Linked DNA regions of Sus scrofa: region 1 is linked to region 2. Evidence: chromatin contacts called from public HiChIP or PLAC-seq data. All regions are on one chromosome and are shown on one strand. Each heading gives the region's core, a stretch centred on a gene start, on an enhancer-like site or on the middle of the called end of the contact. The rest is flanking DNA. Distances are from core to core; before and after follow the strand shown.

What was found. HiChIP or PLAC-seq counts read pairs in DNA pulled down with a chosen protein or histone mark.
Region 1: a contact with region 2 is called in an H3K27ac HiChIP or PLAC-seq map of alveolar macrophages. The contact joins the promoter of HCLS1 here to the promoter of EAF2 in region 2. A contact is called at or near these places in 1 of 47 Hi-C or Micro-C datasets (skeletal muscle) and 2 of 2 datasets of contacts at active chromatin or transcription factors (alveolar macrophages and skeletal muscle).

What each region holds. Positions count from the first base shown.
Region 1 is chr13:138,851,117-138,853,816 of Sscrofa11.1, reverse strand. It overlaps HCLS1 (hematopoietic lineage cell-specific protein), which reads right to left and starts at 1,430. Exons shown (of 14, transcript XM_013980963.2): 1 at 1,263-1,430.
Region 2 is chr13:138,680,162-138,682,861 of Sscrofa11.1, reverse strand. EAF2 (ELL-associated factor 2) reads left to right here and starts at 1,260. Exons shown (of 6, transcript XM_013980937.2): 1 at 1,260-1,463. The coding sequence starts at 1,358.

The sequences.
Region 1 (2,700 bases), core at 181-2,680, 170 kb before region 2:
ATTTGCATTCCACTTGAAAACTCCAACCTACTCCAGCTCTTTGAAAAACCCCTTGGAAACCAGAACAAGAGGAATTCGAGGGTAGACTGGTTAATGAGATGCAAAGAGGACACTGGGGAAGTACTGACCAAGTCAGCTGGACAGTGGGATGAGTCATTGCTGAGAGTAGCCCTGCCTTCCCCTGTGGGGTAACAACAATGGATGGGGACCATGAAGCTAACACCTCTAGTCCTGGCTTTTGGGCCACTCTGCCACAAAAGGACTTCACATAGAAAACTGGAAAATAGAAGTTTTTGAAGTATCCGTGGGCTGAGAAGCAGCATGGAGGACCAATGGTCCCGGCTTCTTTCCTGCTGTTCAGGCCTCAGCCTTACTCTCCCATAAGCCTCCCATCCTCATGTACTTTTGAAACAAAGGGCAGGCTTTCTGACACAGGCAATTTAGTATCCTTGAGCTACTGGTCAGAAATAAGGAAGCCCATACATGTTATCTAGAGGTGGAATCCAGAGTAACGTGGTGAGGCCTGGAGTCCAGGATGTCAAGGCTTCATCATGAGGCTGCCTCAGAAAAGTACACAGACTGGGAATCAGAAGAGACCAGGAAGTCAACATAGAGACCATATGTACTTATTTGCCAGGTACCAGCCTAAGCAAATGACAAATATCAATGAAAACAATTTGGTAAATCATTGAACATCCCTGATACTGTTTTTCCCAATGGAAAAGAAACAAAGAGGTTATCCTTGCGAATCCATCAAGTCCCCTCCATTCTGACACCCCGGGACTCTATGATCCAACATTCATAGAAACCTGCCCTCGTGGAACCACCATGCCTTCATTTTAGCACTTGGATCTCAGCACTGGTGTATATTAGCAACTACTACTTCCGGATCTGTTGCAGTGTCTCCCGTGGGTTTTGGCTCTGCTAGCTCACACACCCTCCGAGGGCACAGACTGTCTTCACCTCCCAACTCAGTACCTAGGAGCAAGGGGCCTTAGAGAGGGCCGTGAATTGTCAGCAGAAACCAGGGGTGGTCGAGGGCTGCTAAATCCTGTTCCCTGAGCTCCAGCCTCCTCCTTCTGCTTCTATCCCCAGATGCTCATTACCCACAACCACCCACACCCTGGACTTCTGGCCATAAAAGGTGAAAAGCCGACTAGCAGTGACTTGGCCTCTCAGCAAAGACTAAGAGCCAGGCAGGGTCCTCTCACTTCAACTCTTGTCCTGTGCCCCCCAACTTTCCCACTGCTCGGACAACTCACCTTCAACCGTGCAAGCGTTTGCTCTCAGCTCTCAGCTCTCAGCTCCTCACAGCGACACTCAGCTCCTCTCTAGCTGCTGCGACTTCAGAGCAAGAAATTCTGAGCTGCTGCTTCAGTTCCGTATTCAGGTTTTCTGTCATTTCCTGCCACCCTGTCCTCACAGCTACTTCCTGAAGTTTGAGTCAGTTCCTTCTGCTTAGGCACTTAAATAAAAAAGGATTAAATGCTTGGTGCTTGCTCTTTTGCAAGGCTTTGAGGGTCTCAGAGGTCATAAAAAAATGAACTCTCAGAGTTTATAATCTGGTCAGGGAAGCAAAACATTCAACCAGAAAATACATAAGACCATTGAAGAAAATTTGTTTCCAAAATAGGTGGGCAATTGCATCTGCTTATAGCAAAGAAATTTTGAGAATTTGGTATGGGCTAAAGACTTAATGGAAAAACTAATTTTTATGTGAATTTTCACATTTTCAAAAATCAATCTTAACATGGTAAGATTTCTTTTCCTTTTTTTTTTTTTTTTTTTTTTTTTTTTTTTTTGCCGTTCTCATAGCATATAGATGTTCCCAGGCCAGGGACTGAACCTGTGCCACAAGAGCATCCTGAGCTGCTGCAGCGACAACACCAGATCCTTAACATGCTGCGCCACAAGGGAACACCCTGAAGGGTAAGATTTAAGAAGAAACGCAATTTCTATATCACTCACATTACTTACAACTGGGGTTTGGAACTATGGAGAACAGTTTGGAGATTCCTTAAAAAAAACTAAATATAGAGTGTTCCTTCCTCTGCCATTTTTTGGAATAGTTTCAGGATAGGTGTTAACTCTTCTCTAAATTTTTGATAGAATTCGCCTGTGAAGCCATCTGGTCCTGGACTTTTGTTTGTTGGAAGTTCTTTAATCACAGCTTCAATTTCAGTACTTGTGATTGGTCCATGCATCTTTTCTATTTCTTCCTGGTTTATTCTTGGAAGATTGTACCTTTCTAAAAATTCGTCCATTTCTTCGAAGTTGTCCATTTTTATTAGCATATAGCTTCTTGTAGTAGTCTCTTATGATCCTTTGTATTTCTGTGATGTCTGCTGTAACTTCTTTTTCATTTCTAATTTAATTGATTTGAGTCCTCTCTCTTTTTTTACACTGTTGGTGGGAATGCACATTGGTGCAACTACTATGGAAAACAGTATGGAGGTCCTCAAAAAACTAAAAATAGAACTACCATATGATCCAGCAATCCCACTCCTAGGCATCTATCCAGAGAAAACCATCATTCAAAAAGATATATGCACCCAAATGTTCATTGAAGCACTGTTTATAATAGCTAAGACATGGAAGCAACCTAAATGTTCATCGACAGAGGAATGGATAAAGATGTGGTACATATACAATGGAATATTATTCAGCATAAAAAGAATGAAATAATGCCATTTGCAGCAA
Region 2 (2,700 bases), core at 11-2,510:
CTCAACAACTCTAAGGTGTAAGTACTACCTCTTCCCCTAATTTTAATGACAAACATACTTACTTTGGTTTGCACAAGGTCACAATGTAGAGCATGAAGCTGAGGTTCAAACTCATAAAAGATTCTGGCTCCAGAACTCAGGTGCTTAACTACCACAGGAAACAGCTTTAGTATGCTTAAAAGAGTATAATTTACACAAGCAGATAGGTTGAGGGGGACACATTTATCTACTTGCCTGGAATAATAAATTTGGCAAAGGAATAAGTTAACTAAAGAGTAGTCTGATTATACAATTACCCTGAAAAACCACCAGTGTTATGGCAACCATTTGTAAACTTTCTCTTGAGTGTTTCTCTTCTCATACAGCACTTCTCTCATCTCTACCCTTAAACTCACGAACTTTTGACAGATTAAAAAAAAAAAAAAAGACAAATTATTTTTCAATTATTAATGTTATCACCCTGTAGCCAGAGCAAAAGCTCTGGCCCTGATCTTTTGGGAATCTTGTCTTTCGTGGGGGCCGTGTCGTTACTGCCTGCACGCATCACTGTGAAGAAAATAAACGAAGGCAACCAAATGCAAACCAGCCGCAGGGGATCCTAAATATCTGTAGTTCCTAACTCTGAACTCTTTTTCCACTCCCTCCAACCCCCAACTCCTACTCCCCTCTGGGACCTGACCATTGGGACCCTGCTCTGGAACATAAGGTCAGAAAACTCTTGCTGAGGTAACGGCGTCGCCTCCAGTCAGATCCAAGGACCACGGCTCGGTGGGCACTGGTTCCTTTACTCAGGATTCTAGATCCAGCTTCGGCGCTACCAGGCCTCGGGCACGACGCCGCGCCTGGAGTCCAGGTTCCGCCCCTCCCCCGCCTCAGTTTCCACACCAGATCTCCACAGAAAGGCGTGGAGCAGGCCGATTCTCCTTTTAGAGCTCCTGCAAGTCGGGTCACTTGGCCCATAAGCTTGGAGTCCAGGCCTCCCGGCACCCTGGACATTCTCCTTCCCTAGCCGCCGCCTCACGTAGGCTACCTCGCTCCGTTTCGCGTTCCTCCTCAGCAGCACACAGCTCCTGCCGTGTACCTCAGAACCATAGCCTCCCGGGGCTGCGTGCGTCCCAACGTGAGAAGGGGGAGGGGCTCGGCTGCGGGACCCGGAGCCTCGGGGCCAAGGGGCGGGCACTCCTAAGGCGGCAGCCAATCAACACGCGAGAGGCATCCTGTGGGGGCCACGCTCCCCGGGCGCGGGGCGGAGTCTTTTTTGGCTGCGTAGGCGGCTGCAAGTGCAGATGTTTCAGGCTGAGTTGGCAGCTGGTGGTGAGCGCTGCTGGCGGAGGCAGTTCAGAGACCGAGGAGAATAATGAATGGAGCAGGGAGACCCTCGCGTATTGACAGCCGCGAGCGGGTTCTCAAGTTAGGCGAGAGTTTTGAGAAGCAGCCGCGCTGCGCCTTCCACACTGTGCGCTGTGAGTGAGGACGACCCCGGGGGAAAGGGGGAAGCTCTGGGTATGGGGGTGCGAAAGAACAACCCTCTCCAAGTCGTGTTCGCACAGACTGCTGACTCTGCGGGAGAATGGGGTGCCCAGCGCAGTCCACTGCCATACCCCGAGTCCGGAAGGGTCGGTGCAAGCACCTGGGTGGAGCAGGTGTGGGTAATTCTGGGCAGAGAGATTTAAGTGAGACCAACAGGTAGGAAGGGCCACTTGTGGAGAAAGGCTGCGGGGTGACTATGGATGGAGAGAGACGTAACTGGCGGATCATGCAGAGGTGGAAAGGAAAATTCAGTAGACCCTTGAACAAAGCAGGGAATAGGGGCGTCGACCCCAAGCAGTGCAATATCCACGTATTCCTATCTCTGCCTCAAAAACGAAGGAATTGATACCGGACTCACCTAAGAAGCTGAAACCTTTTGGGTAGAATCAGGACTCTTAACCTAGTTCTTTTAATTACCTGTGTTGTGATCTCTAATCAGACACAAGCATTTCCCCACACTACGTTAAAGATCTGAAGATGAAAATATAAACTATTTATTGAAAAAAAACCCACGTATAACTGGACCTGCGCAGTTCAGACCCGTGTTATTCTAGCGACAACTGTAATAAGGTGACAAATGGAGAGGGCAAGGGCCGAACTATTATTATGCAGGAGGAGGTGAATGCCTTGAGGTTGGTGGGGAAATGTTCTTTCCTGTCTTCATTTTTGATGTCTCTGACTGATGAGGGTGTTATTTAGTGTGTTCCTGGAGAGAGATTCTGGATCATTCTAATAATCTGTGTCTCTTTTGGACCCCCAATTTCATTCAATCAGTTTTCAAATACTATCAAAGTTTTGAAGGGTGTGTTATTAATATACTAGAAAGACATTTACTGCTTATGATTTCTCCTTTTGTTTGTCCTGGGGAAGTAGTTTTGATATACTTCTCTTTCATGTTGTTGAGGTAGAAATTGGAGCTCTTTTACTTTAATAGTTGGATGGTTTAGATTCCAGAAAGGAAAAGATAGTATATTATGATTTGGTATGTAAAACATTCATTCTTTACATAATAGTCCTCATAGAATTACAGAGTGGGAAGGAAACTTTGAGATCATCGAACCATAAACCTCTTATTTTTCTGTGGCAAAATTGTAAAGTAGGTATTTTTTCACTTCCTCTTCCTAGCCCTGCCCTTCCTTAGTCTCATCCCTCCACCTTTCTCATTCTGTC